Linked DNA regions of Callithrix jacchus: region 1 is linked to region 2. The links are chromatin contacts, called in public Hi-C maps. All regions are on one chromosome and are shown on one strand. The core of a region is the stretch at or near the end of the contact, and the rest is flanking DNA. Distances in the headings are between cores, read along the strand shown. Region 1 has its middle 51 kb from the start of IGFBP7. Region 2 has its middle 320 kb from the start of IGFBP7.

Region 1 (7,829 bases), core at 1,687-4,186, 270 kb before region 2:
CACCATCCGTGTAAACATGGGTAAGACATTCAAAGTTACCTAACCACTGCTTCCTTGTTTAGACAGTGGGACTCATACCATATACCTGGTGGGTTTCTGGGAGAATTAGAGATAAAGTACAGAAAGCACCTTGCACCATTCTGCCATATAATAGATGCCCAGTAAGTAGTCTCTACTGACATTTTTCCTTGTTCCTTGGCCCTAGGCTGGTCAGGTTGTCAGAGGAACAGAATTTGAGTACCTGATTAGAACAATGTTCTGGTTATTTATGACTGCGTAATATATGATTTTTTTTTTTTTTTTTGAGACGGAGTTTCGTTCTTGTTACCCAGGCTGGAGTGCAATGGCGCAATCTCGGCTCACGGCAACCTCCGCCCCCTGGGTTCAGGCAATTCTCCTGCCTCAGCCTCCTGAGTAGCTGGGATTACACCGTGCCCAGCTAATTTTTTGTAGTTTTTAGTAGAGACGGGGTTTCAACATGTTGACCAGGATGGTCTCGATCTGTTGACCTCGTGATCCACCCGCCTCGGCCTCCCAAAGTGCTGGGATTACAGGCTTGAGCCACCGCGCCCGGCCAATATATGATTTTAAACTTAGGAGTGTAATATATTATTATGTACATGAATCCTATGGGTCAGGAATTTGGGCAGTGCATGCGTGGGTGACTGTCTCTGCTCTACCATGTCTGGGTCTTCAGTAGGAAGGCTTGAATGGTTGGGACCTCGAATCATCTAGAGGCTTCTTCACACATAACTGGCTGGAATGACTCAAAGGCTGGGCTCAGTTGGGACCATTGAACAAAGCACCTATACCTAGCCTCACCCCATGGCTTGGGCATCTTACAACAATGCAATTGAGCTGTGAGAAGGGGAATCTTGAAAGGGGTGTCTGAAAGTGAGCATTTCAAAGGAGCAAGGCAGAAGTTGTAAGCCTTCTTTGATCTTGCTTTGGGAGCCACACAGTGCTGTGTATTCTGTTTCTCTTGTGACAGCTGAGTTACTAAGGTCAGCGTCGATTCAAGCTGAGAGCAATAGATTCTAGCAGCAAGGCCATGTTGCAGAAGAGCATGTAGGATGGATGATATTATGAAGGCTATCTTTGAAAAATGTCATCAGCTACAAGAACGACCTACATCAGACTCCTTTAGACTTATTTGTTGGGCCTCTCAAAAGGGAATAGTGGAGCCCAGGAATTTGAGACCAGCCTGGGCAGCATAGTGAGACCCCCATCTCAATTACAAAAAAAGGAACAGTGCACTGTTCTGAAAGGTAACAATCACATTGTTTATGTCAATGTATCTTCAGAGAACAAGTTTCAGCAACAGTGTTGAGATTTGCCTGAGGTCACACTGTAAGTTGATAGTGAATTAGACCCTGAAATTTCAGGTATTGACTATATTCAAAATTATAGTGTACATTTTTTTTGACATAACAGCTTTATTGAGATATAATTTATATACCATGGAATTTTCTCATTTAAAGTGTATAATTCAGTGTTTTAATATATTCGCAGAGATGTGCAACCTTCATTACAATCAATTTTAGAATATTGTCATTGCCTCACCTGGAAATGAAATACTTAGAATAACAAACAGCTGAGTTTCAGCCAATCACAAACAACTATTAATAGGATTCAGCCAATCGCAGCAGCCAGTTCATTGCACCATGCCCAAATAAGGCAGATGCCCAAGTGTGGCCCATCAGGTGACTTCTTTGCTTTGCTTGCCTGTTCAGCCTTTAAAACCTCTGCCCAAACTTCTGGACAGGCTTCTCTGAACCTTTTCTGGTTCTGAGTGCTGCCAAATTAATGAATTGTTTTTTGCTCAAATAAACTTAATTTGCCTAAAATTTTTTTTTGCTAACAGTAATATTGGGAGAATTGAACTCACTGCAAAAATGTCTAGCATATGTTCTGTTTAGCTCCTAAAAATAAGATTGACATTTCATTTAAACTTATCAACAAATACAACTCCAAAACACATATGCCCTAATCATTCTCTAGTAGCTGTTCTTCAAGGACAGAGATGAGTTTTTAATGAAAGTGATTTAATTCTTCTTCACAACATCCCTGGGGATGGCATGGGGGAAGCTTTAAAAAAAAGTCAGATTTTATTGAAAACCCTGTCTGAAAAAATAGAATTGAGATACACTACCACTCCTCTCAACACCAAAATCTCCTAGATGTGGGAGATCTTGCTTAGTCAACCCTCATTTGGAACAAGAGTTTGCATTTGATCACATCCAGTGATGCCATATACTTTTATCCTTTTCCTGGAGGCCCACTTTACTGTCATGTTACAGATGAGGAAACAGCCCAGAGGAGCCAACAGACTGAAGATCCAAATCCTCTTTCCATGCTCCACACAGATCTGTAAAGTGAGTGACATTGACCCTAAGCCTGCCATCCACACCATTCCAGACCCCAAAGACTTATCTGATGTTTATTTTCACACCTATTGGAGACTTTATTTCATTTGCCCATGGTAGTTCTCTTTCTAGAAGTTTCTTTATTAAGATGAAAAAATTCAGGCCCTATTACCAGGCCTCAAAACACAAAACAACTGCTCATTTTCCTGAGCTGCTGCGTGAGTAGGTGATTCCCGGTGTTGCTGTGCCTGAAAACCCACCGCCAATGACAGCGCCCGGTGCTGTGGAGTCGCACGCGGCGCCCCTGCTTTCTAGGGCTCCGGCCAGCGGACGAGCGCGCGGTAGCAGCGCATTCCCGGACATGCCCAGTAGATGGCAGCATTGTGCAGCCAATGCGTCCTCTCGCAGCTAGAGTCTCCCTTTTCCCTCTCCCCCTTTCCTGGGCTCCGCGGTGAGGCTCAGGTACTCGCGCCGCCCTGCTGCCTGCTGTGCCCCGCCATCTCCAGATGGTCCGTACCTGGCGGGTCACGACGAGTATGAATCCAGAGCATAGGCTAAGATTCAGGGATTTTTGCGGCTCCGGGCATAACGTTGCTTTGGATAATTGGTCCGGTTAACGTGACCAAAGAGAAGTGCAGAGGAGGATCAACGTCCCCGTCGCCGTGATGTCCTCCCCGACTCCTTTCGCGCAGTGAGCTTTATTTTTAGAGCCCCCCGCGCCTGTTAGCCGCTCACGCTCGGGTTCCTAGAGCAGGGGGACTTCACGTGTGGTGTGATGCCGACTGTCGCCGGCAGAGGGCATCATCGTCACGCGCTGCGCAGGAGCCAGCGGGGAAGGCGGCGGGCTATTCTTTGCGGTCCGCGTCCTACGCGTGACCTTGGGACCCGCAACCGCCTGTGGCGGGCGGCATTGCCTCTTCCGACTGTGGGGAACACGGTGCTCCCGATGGCCTCTTCTTCGGTCGCTCCCACACTTCTTGAACCTCATCTTTTTCTTAATTGATCTATAGAACTGGCGCTTGCTCCCTTCCTCCAAACTCTGTCCCACCTTGGCTGGGTTCTGGTTCCGAAACCTCTTTCTCTCTGGCTGTTCCTTTCTGTTTTTCAGGCATTTCCTTCCTTTGCCAATCCTTTAAATGTCCCTGGTCCCAGGATTCTTTGTTCCTCTAAGATTCACTCTGTGCACCCCTGCAGAGTGTGTCCCAAACCCACCGCCATCCTCTTCACTGCCTTGTCTTGATGACAACCACATTTGAATCTCCAGTCTATCTTTTGAGCTACAGACCCATTTCTTCATTTTGCCAGGTCAATAGGGATCGCTTGGAAATAATGCTTAGAAAGCAGCCTGTCTAAGAGCTACTATTCCATTGAGGATGGCAGGCAAGGTTGCCTTCTGTCTAGCAATGCTTTGAATAACAAGTGCTTTGCTTCCTTCCAGCCAGCTGGTGCTTCTCTCTGAAGCCGTCTTCAAGCAAAAAAAAAAAAAAAAAAAAAAAAAAAGAAAATTCTTTAGTGCTTACCTAGAGATACAGTCACCAAATTTAACTGCCCCCCGCCGCCCCCCGCCGCCCCTCACCATTCCCCTCCTCTGCTGAGAAAACCACGCCAGCCCACAGGACCGAAACCTCCTTTGCCAGCTCCCTCTGATTGAACCTGAGCAGGAGACCTACCTTAAGGCCACAAAAATGCGTAGGCAATGTGCCAGTCAGAGTCTTTCGGGATTTTGGGACTAGAATGTTGAAAAGAATGGTCTGGTGAAAATATGGAGAGCTGCGCTGAAGAGTCTGTAGGCCAAGGGGTGTATAAAGATGAGTTGCCTGAGGGGCAGACTGAGGCAGGAGGAGGACAGAGCAGACAGTTTCCTCAAGAAACTCAACAGTCCTCACTGCTCTTAGTTGTGGAAGGTTTTTTTTTTTCAAAAAACTTTTTAAATTAAATTTTTATTTTTATTTTGGTAGTGACAGCCTTGCCATATTGCTCAGGCCGGTCTTGAACTCCTGACCTCAAGTGATCCTCTCATCTCGGCCTCCCAAAGTGCTGGGATTGCAGTTGTGAGCCACCATGCTTGGCCTATGAAGGTGTTTTTCTATATTCTGTTGATATCCCTTTCACCTTGAGCCAGTCCAGAGCTGTAGCTAAGTCATAAAGAGGTAGAGAGCAGGAAAAGGAAGGAAAGGGAAGATGGGCTGCTGACAAGATCAGCAAGCAGGGTTTAGCAGGCAGCTCCACTCGGCTGAGTTGGGAGTTTAGTGGCTGCTGTGGTGGTTGGGGAAGCAGAGAGGTTAAATTCCACATTCGCATGTGAAACTTACCACTCTTCTTCCTGAAAGTCTCCACATCCCACCTACTGCTGGATCTTAGCCAGCTGGTCAGCCATGGCTCCAAAAGTCAAATGTTTTTGCAAGTGTCGCTAGACTGGTGGAGTGGGATCATACCAAAGGACAAGCCCTGCTGAGCATTTATGGGATGCTTATTTTATGGGAAGGGCTGAGGTGAGAAGAATGAAGATAAGATGCCTACCCTCAAGGAGCCTGCCATCCTTCAGGAAACACAGGCACCTGAAGATAGATAGCATAGGCACTAACATAGACTTAAGTTCAAAATGCTGTACGAACACAGCAGAAGGGAAAATTAATTTCACCTTTGATGGAAGGAGACAGGGAGACCTTCAAAGGGGAGGTGACTTTTGAGTGGGACTTTGAAGGATGAGTAGGAGTTTGTCAGACAGAGAAGAGAGATTTGCATTCTAGGGAGAGAGAGCACAGGGTCAAAAGAACACAGGTGCATGGCATATGGGAAGACTTTTAGTGCTGCAGAATATCTTGGTCATATGTGTATGGGGTTGGAATTGGGGGTGTCAGTGGCAGAGATGACAGGGAAAATGGAGGCAAGGGCCAGAATGTGAAGGACCTTGAATGTCAAGATTAGGTGCTTGGACTTCATCCTGAGGACCCTGTGAAGCCACAAAAGCTTTTAATCAGGGAGTCTTATAATCAGCTACCTTTGGAAGGGCAACTGGAGACCGAATAGAGGTTGCCTGGAGAGAAGAGATCAGAGCAGGTCAGTCACAGTGCTTGAACTCAGCTGCAGCTGATAAACTCTCTAGAATATCCTGGGACTAAGAGAAGAACAGGGTAGGCTGTACATTTTACCTGATTGGAGCACAGTCCTCAAGGAGGGCTGATGAATCTCTGTGTGCTCACCGTCAGCACGGAGTATTCTACTGCTGAGCCACAGGATGCTGCATTCATTCATTCATTCAGCAAACATTCATTAAATGTCACTAAGGGCGCAGTAGAGTCTGCCCTCTCCAGCCTCAGGGATTGGTTCCACCATACCCAGGGCACCAAATCCACAAATGCTTAAGTCCCTTACATAAAATGGCATAGTACAGTTGGCCCTTTGGCAGATTCACCAACCATGAATGGAAAATACGTACATACAGCTGGCCCTTGGTGTCACTGGGTCTCTATCAGCAGTTGGTTGAATCCATGGATTCAACCTGTGGATGCAGAGGGCCAGCTTTACAGTGTTGGTGCTAGGGATAACATGGGCAGGAAGTAGGATGGTTTCTGCTGTCTGTTATTGAGGGAGAGAGACAGCTATTAATTAGATAATTTCATGACCTAGTGCATACATTTCCCATTTGGAAGGAAAAGAACACAGTTCTGTGAAAGCGTATAACGAAGAACTTCCCCTGGCCTCAGCTTTAGCTAAGATGCAGAGTACTACTGGAAATTTACCAGGCGAGAGGAGAGGGTTGCAGGAGAAGGAGCAGAATGTGCAAAGGCCCTGTGGCCTGAAAGAGCACAGTATGACTGAGGAACTGGAAGACTAAGTGACAGGGCCCCCAAAGAAAGACAGGGATGAGCTAGTGAGAGAGACAGGAGCCAAGCCATTGGATCTTTTCCTGTCCAGGTCAAGCTTTAGGTAAAGTGTTTGTTGAGCTGTTTAATCTGTTAAATCTGAATGACACAAAGCTGGGAGGAAAGTGGAAAATTTAAATTGCAGAATCAAGATCCAAGACAATCTTGCAGGTCTAAATTAAAAATGATGGAATTAAATAAATGTGAAGTTCCACATTTAGGTTAAAAGTTTTAATTGACTTGCAAAGTTTCGTATATAAGGATGTTTATCACTGCATATTTATAGTAGTGAAAACATGGGAAAGATGAAATATGCAACTGTAGGAAAATGTTTAAATAACCTGCGTATTAAAAAAATGAGAGCATTAGCACTGAAGGTTACTTGTGTTCAAATACTATCTTCTTTTACTAGCTGTGGGTCATTGGACAAGTTATAGAATCTCTTTGTGCCTCAGTTTTCTTATCTAGCATATAGGGTTAATAACACTGCTGCAGGTAGATACTAACTAACCACTACATCAGTGTTAGCTATTATTATTACCTGTTAGTATTATGTTTATAAATATGTTTAATGTCATTAGGAAATGCTTGGTAGGTAACAGTAAGTGGGGAAAAACATACTGCATTGTGCAGTTTAATCCTGTTTTGTTGCAAAGTGTGTGTATTTGTATTTTTGTATTGCTTATGTCTTCTATTTCAACTTGGAGTGTAAGAAATGGTCACATGTCTCCAGTGAACTGAGTCTTTGATCTCCTCTTCCCAGCACCATGAGAACCATCCCCTGACCAGCTGTGACAGCGCAGACAGGAATGGCCCCAAGGCTGGGTAGCCAACAGCTTTCAGCAATTTCCATGATGGTAGCATGCATAGATTCGTCAGCATTAACATGCCCTTCTCTCTTTCCCAGTGGGGTCCTCTTTCTGTGATATACTTAAGGTTCCTTGGTCCCTAAAGGATCAGTGATATTCCCAAGTTTCTTGCGGAGACAGCCCTGGAAAATTTGATGGGTCCACTGTGGTCTGCATTTGCTGGTTCCTAACACCAGGGGCTGGTGAAAGCAGTTTCCACACAGCCTTGAGCTATCACTGTCTTGCGCTGTCACAGCTGAATAGGGGATAGTTCCTACAGTGCTGGGAAGAGACCCCTTCTCACTGTCCTATGCCAGCTATGGCCTGGGTTCCCAATGTTTCAACTTCTTAGTTTGTCCTCATACACATGATTCTCAAACCATGCCCATGGGGCTGCAGTGGCTGCTGTGGTAGAAGGTTCTGGTCTTGGCAATGTGCCATCCCTAAAACATCTCACCACTAACATCAGCAGTTTAGTCATCCAGGCTCCTGCAGAAGACCCGCGGAGTTCATCAGAGATGTTTGAAGATCAGTGAACCTAAGGAGAAGTGCCTGGGAGCGTGGGTTTGTTTTCTCCTAGGAGGCTTTAGGCTCCCTCTCAAATGGACTCAACTATTTCACACTTCCTGGTGACATTAGGCCTTGGTATCCTGGGGAACAAATGGGGAGCCGAGAAAAAACATTGCCTATGACTAACTTTCCTGCCTCTGAACGATGGGTGCCTCTGCCTTAAATTTGCAAAGCTAAAA
Region 2 (6,782 bases), core at 560-3,059:
AGAATTTCAAGGCTGTTTGAAGGACCTGGAGCATCCTTTGTAGACTTTCTGAACTACTTCATTACACTCACCACACTGTGTGATATTTGAAAGCATAGTTTTTGTCATAGAGACATTACATGCTTTAATCTGTCTTCTTTCACCTTATTTGTACTCTTGTTGGAAAAGGAGGTGAAAAGAGGCCAGTATCTGCTTGCTGAGTTGACAAATAGTTGAAGGAATTAGAAATTCTTAGCCTGAACTAGCATGACTGATATGGTTTGGCTCTGTGTCCCCACCTAAAATCTCATCTTGAGTTGTAATCTCCATAATCCCCATGTGTCAAGAGTGGGACCAGATGAAGGTAATCAAATCGTGAGGGCAGTTTCCCCCATGCTTTGCTCATGATAGTGAGTCTCATGAGATCTGATTGTTTTGTAAGCATCTAGAATTTACTCCGCTTGCACTTACTCTGTCCTGCTGCCCTGTGAAAAATGTGCCTGCTTCTTCCCTTTCCTTTACAAATTATCCAGTCTCAGGCATTTCTTCATAGCAGAGTGAGAACGGACTAATACAATGACCAAGGGAGAAAGACAAAGCAGCATGGAGTATTTGAAGGTATGTCATTAAACACAGCACTCATGATTCAAAGAGTGGGACATGTGTTTTGTCTTCCAGAAGCTCCATTTGGTGAAGGAGACAGACACATGAGAAACAAGTGATGAGTCTGATATGATGAGGCAGGAAGGATTGGGTAATAGACGACTCCAGCAGAGATAAAATGGAAGTACAGGAGAGAAAGTATGTTTTGTTATTCCTTAGAGAGCAGAATGCTAATAGATGGATCAAAGTTACAGGGGGCAGATTTTTACTCAACCTAAGAAAGGATTCTCATTGTAATTTAAGTGATCCAACATTAGAGGGCACACCTCTTGGAAAGAAGTGGGAGACTATCTTTGCTTTCCACTAATTAAAAAGATGCTGGATGCATTTGTTAGAATCTGTGCCAGGTGGGAGGTTGGATTTGGTGATCTCTAGCTTATCTTTAGCAACTCAAACTTTGTAAGACACCTTTCGGTTGACCAAATAGCCTTCTTTCGTTGGATTCATCCTATAGGAGGCCACAGTGTAGATTTCATGTTATTAAATGAAAACCATCACTACCACCATCACAACAACAACAGAAAAATGAGAGTATCTTATTGAAAAAGAGAGCCATTATTTCCATGAGCATTGCTATCCCCATTAAATTGTTCCCATTGTGTGTAGACAGAAATGCACGATCCCAAACCAGGATAATAGATATAGAAAAAGTCCAGGAAAATGTAATTCCAGAGCAAATATTCGACTCCATGACTTCTGAAAAGGGGGATGCTGGAATGCAGCTTTCATAGAAGGTGGCTGTGATAGGATTTACTCCAAAGTGCTAAGCTAAGATTTCCTTTGAGGCTGTTGCCTTTAAGCTGCATGACTCACCAGCAAAATTCACAAAACAAAAATGTGATCACCAAGGATTATGCTGCCGTTGCTGGTAACATGCTGGCAATGATTGTAACAGGACTTGCCAAGCACACATTGACCCTCTGAGTCACATTGGTTCCCATGGAGATTAACACCATCAGCAGTGGGGACAGAAGCCCAGAAGTGCGATTGGTGTTAAGACAGAGAAGAGAAAAATGGCAGTATGATCCTCTAGAAATGCAGCAATTGGAATGAAAAAGGAGCATGGGCTGGCGTAGCTCAGGAGAGAGAATGACTTGTAACGGCATAGCAAGCTACTTCTCTAGCTCTTCCTGCAAATGGCTGGGGAAAAAGTGTACTTCCTGGCAGAGAGGCTACAATCTACTCTTATTTTTCTGGCTATTTCCAGCAAGTTCTCTTCTCTCCTTAGATAGCTTATCTCTTCAAAGGAGTGTGTCTGAGGTAAACTCACCATGGGCCAAGAGGTCCTGACTCTGGGACTGCACATCTGATTAACATATTGGGGCTTAGGGGTGGGAAGGGAACAGTTTACCTAGATAGATCTTGGTAGGTTTTAATGTTCATTCCAGATACAAATATTTTTTTACTTTTATTTTAAAAAACCTCACGACTTCAATTTCACAATGTATGCAGTTATTTCATATATTTTAATAGAGCAATTGGATTTCTGATAATTACAGTCTATTTTTCTTTGGAAGTTGTCAAGGGGGGGTGTGCTGGGCTGATGTCCCTCCCCCTCTTGTCCTTTGCAACACAGGTCTATTAGCACACTTTTATGCAGGCTGCAGCAGCCTTGCGTATAAGTTTATCCTTCTGGTGCCTGACTTTCCAGCCCTCTCCCATACAGAGAGTGAAAAAAGTCTGAAGACATACATATTTTCCAAATGCAATATAACATGCCTAGCTGAATCATGCTCAGCTCAGATGAATTAGGGTATGTAAGGTGAGCCATACTTTTTCTTGTCTCTTTTGTATCTGCAGCTGTGGAAAACGCCTGTTAGTTGCTGAACGATCAAATAGATGTAAGACGAATAACTGGCTCCTGGCAAAAATCGGATTAAATTGCCTCAAAAGTAACCAAGCTAAAATGACAACAGGTCACCCTAAAAAAGAAACAAGATAATGGCTTTCAAAGGAATGACAAAACACCTTTGGAGAAAATTAGAGTTAATAAGATATCTGAAGATGGAAAACAAGCCATCACCCTTCCAAATGTTAGCTGTTGATGACTGTTTCATTTAGTGGGAGATGCCACTTGGTATAGAGAAAAATGCACTGGGCTGTGCATAAGTACGGTCTCAGCTGTACCATGGACTGTTGGTGAGGTGTTGAGTACATGTCCCAAGCTCACTGAACCTCAGTTTACTCATCCATAAAATGAGGGCTTTTACCCACACAGTCTCAGAGCACATTCAGTGAGTGGTAGTGAGGATGATGGTGGTGGTGTTGAGGGTGACCACAGTGATCATGATGATAATGTAATGGTGACATAATGAGCATCGCATTAGTAAGGGTTTTCTAGAGAAGCAGAGCCAACCAATAGAATGTTCTAAGACATGCAGTTGGCAAATTGGAGACCCAAGAAGAGCCAATTTTCAGTTTGGATCTGAAGACAGGAAAAGACTGATACTCAGGGAAAGGTGAGTCTTTGCGTTCTATGCAGTATTTCGACCTATTGGATGAGGCCTACCATATTTAGGAATGCAATCTGCTTTACTCAGTCTTTCAATTCAGATATTAATTTTATCTAGAAGCACCCTTAGATACTTAGAATAATGTTTGACCAAGTATTTGAGAATTTCGTGGCCCACTAAGTCAACACAAAAAATTAACTACCACAATTATGATCTTCAAGGTATCTTGACCTTTAGTTTCAAATTCGGTGCTTCTAAAAAGGGTGCTCTTTTGTAAAGCGTTTTAAAAAACTTGCTTTTTGTAAAGGTTCTGCCTTATAGGAAGCTCAGAGTTTTGTATTCTTTTGCTTGGGGAAGCTATTTGAAACCAGAAACGTTGTGAAGCTTTTGGAATGTGCTTTGCAAAATCTTGTCTTCTGACCTCTTTCCTAATGACATCTAATCTCACTGTGCTACATTGTGTATATCGGAGAAACAGCCTAGCCTAGTGCCTAAGAGCTCAAGATTATCGTTATACTCTTGCTCTGCCACCCACCAGCTCGTACAACTTTGGGCAAGTTACTGACCCTCTGGGTTTCAGTTTCCTGGCCTGTAAAATGGGATGGAAATAGTGCCTATCTTATAGGGTTGTTGTGAGGATGACTTACGTTAATGCATGTAAAGTACATAGACTAGCACCTACCTGGCACAGGGTACACACCCTTTAACTATCAGATATTATATATCCAACTGAAAAATTAAAGATTTACAGTGGTACCACATTTCAGTCCTTTTCATTTATAAATTAATCTCTTGCGAAACTTACCAGAGAATATCTTTGATACTTTGTAGTTGTCAGCTCAGCTTCAGGATTTGTTCTCAAGTCTTCCTTGAAACGTGTGTGTGTGTGCGCGCGCGCGCGCGCGCTCGCGTGTGTAAGAGCCTCTGCTAATGAACGCTGATGCAGTACATCTGCCCACCAGATGGCGCAGTGCTCCTACGTTCAAAGGCTCAGCTACCCTGAGGGAGGCAGGGAATTTTGATCAGCGTCTGAAGAAGCATCTCATCTCTCCCTGCAGAGAGCACAGAGCACAAGACTTCACGTTGTGTCAAGTACATGTCACTAGTTCTTGCTTGTGATTTTGTAGGAACTCGATCAGGCTATAACATCATTTTTTTTGCAAGAAATTTATATTATAGGAAAATGACTCATAAATAAATTAAAATGGTCATATATATGTTACACACACATAAACATGTGCACAGGTCTAACGTAGTTTTTTCTCTCTGCTGCATCTCTTGCAAAAACCCAGCTCATAGAGAGTGGGAGCCTTCTCAGACTGTGTCACATTGCCTCGGGGATGGAGAGACTTACATGGACTAACAGAAATCAAATGGCAGAGCTCAGCTTTCAGGTAAGAGCAGGTCCTGGCTACTTCCTTACATGAAGACCTGTCGAACACTGCTTGCTGCCTCCTCCTGTGCCATCTGAAATCTGTGTCTCAAGCTGACCAACAGCCTTCTAAATCTCTTTATTCTAAATTTGGCGCAATCTTCTTTCATCTGTGTCTTTTGGAGTCTTCTGCTGCATTACCCCATGATCCAAGTTGGAGTTGGGAGCTGTTTCACTGACTTACCAGTTATCATAAAGAACCTTTAGCCCCCAGAGACTCTGAACAACAGACATTCTCCACACAGAAATGGTGAATTGATTACACTGAAAACTATTTTGAAGTCAAGCAAGGCCAGCTTATGTCACTCTCCTGCGGCAGAGAATGACTTTCACTTGCTGACTTTCACACTTACAACCTTTTATTTTCCACACACCATCTCAGTGATCTGTTACGTCATTTCACTCTTTTCCCTAAAACTCTTTATTGATTGCACGCTCTTTATTCCTAACATCTTTCATACACTTATTTCAGAGTACTAATGGCATTTGTAATACTATTCCTTGCTTCTTTATTTTATATCTTCTCACTTAGAGTGTAGGCCCTAAGAGTGGAAACTTTTTTGCTCTTGTTCCTCATCGTATTTCTCTGAGCTGGTACCGAGTTAAATATAGGAGACACGCAAAAAGTAATTATGGAGCAGCGCTATTCTTTTTTTCTCCTCTTTTTAAAATTGCATTTTAGGTTTTGGGGTACATGTCATGAAGAACATGCAAGATAGTTGCATAGGTACACACATGGCAGTGTGATTTGCTGCCTTCCTCGCCTTCACCTATATCTGGCATTTCTCCCCATGCTCTCTCTCACCAACTCCCCACTCCCCACTGTCCCTCCTGTATTCCCCCCCAACAGACCCCAGTGTGTAGTGCTCCCCTCCCTGTGTCCATGTGTTCTCATTGTTCAACACCCGCCTATGAGTGAGAACATGCGATATTTCATTTTCTGTTCTTGTGTCAGTTTGTTGAGAATGATGTTCTCCAGCTTCATCCATGTCCTTACAAAGGACACGAACTCATCGTTTTTGATGGAGCAGCACTATTCTTTCAGCTGCCGGACACTTTTCATGACCTCGAGACCTCAAAGTCCATATCCAAAGAAAATTGCAAAGTGACGGTAATGAAAAAACAACAGTGACCATCTATTGGGCACCTGCTATGTACCAGGCATTATGTGCAATAACTCCATTCTTGGATTTCCAAGCGCGTTATTATCCTTTCAGTTTTATAGATAAGAAAGGTAAGGCGAAGTAACTGACCAGAAGGTACTTGGAGATGGGATAAAACCCACATCTTTTTGGTCTCAGAGTCTACTTCTTATATTATTCCAGGTTCTGGCTTTATCACACTCTCCTTAACATTTTTCCCTGACCCTAAAGGTATTAATGTTTACAACGTGAAGTATAGTGACATTAGATAAATGTAACAGGTACTAACATATTTTCTATCCTGACTCTAGACACAGACGTAACAGAGAAAAAGCTTTTATAAAAATTAATATAGCAAGTATGTCGCTCTCAAAAAGTCTTTTACATTGTACAATAGCTTGTAGGCTGGTCCAGTGGGAAGCCCTAGGGTCCAGAAGGAAGGTCAATTATTTGTATAGTGTAAAGCTTCAAATATATCCCTGATCTCACCCTCATTTCATTCATTCCTGAAAAAAGGAAAGACTGAATATAAAACAAATCCAAATTTATCTATCTATCTATCTATCTATCTATCTATCTATCATCTATCTAGACATCTATTGAGATGGAGTTTCTATTTTATTGCCAAGGCTGGAGTGCAATTGTACAACCTCAGCTCGCAACCTTTGCCTCATGGGTTCAAGTGATTCTCTTGCCTCAGCCTCCCGAGTAGCTGGGACTACAGGTGTGTACCACCACTCCCAGCTAGTTTTTGTATTTTTAGTAGAGATGGGGTTTCACCATGTTGGCCAGGCTGGTCTCACACTCCTGACTTCGTGATCCACCTGCCTCAGCCTCCCAAAGTGCCAGGATTACAGGTGTGAACCACTGCACCTGGCCTGATGTTTTCTTAAGAAATGAGAGGCACAAGCACTCCCGTTTCGATGACCTGCTGAAAAGGTACAGTTGCCCCAAGTGGAGAGAGAGAGAGATTTTCTTCCTACAATCTCTGCTAGTACTTAAATAATGCAAAAAATGCAGGAGGAGCAGCAACACTAGCTGAAGAACAACTGGAGTCAGAAAGAAATGCAACGGAGCCTAGCAACAGTGATGATGCCCAGCCTATGTGGCAGC

The links. A called contact is a pair of places that touch in the nucleus more often than the background predicts.
Region 1: a Hi-C map of skeletal muscle shows a contact between it and region 2, with 16 times the contacts expected there. The contact joins two enhancer-like sites. A contact is called at or near these places in 2 of 3 Hi-C or Micro-C datasets (induced pluripotent stem cells and skeletal muscle).

The regions. Positions count from the first base shown.
Region 1 is chr3:139,613,013-139,620,841 of calJac240_pri, reverse strand. No RefSeq gene overlaps it. Among named protein-coding and RNA genes, the nearest start is that of IGFBP7, 51 kb to the left of the region's middle. Within about 2 kb of position 2,936, at least 9 of the 16 cell types and tissues checked have an H3K27ac peak or open chromatin away from gene starts, as enhancers often do.
Region 2 is chr3:139,341,043-139,347,824 of calJac240_pri, reverse strand. No RefSeq gene overlaps it. Among named protein-coding and RNA genes, the nearest start is that of IGFBP7, 320 kb to the left of the region's middle. Within about 2 kb of position 1,809, at least 5 of the 16 cell types and tissues checked have an H3K27ac peak or open chromatin away from gene starts, as enhancers often do.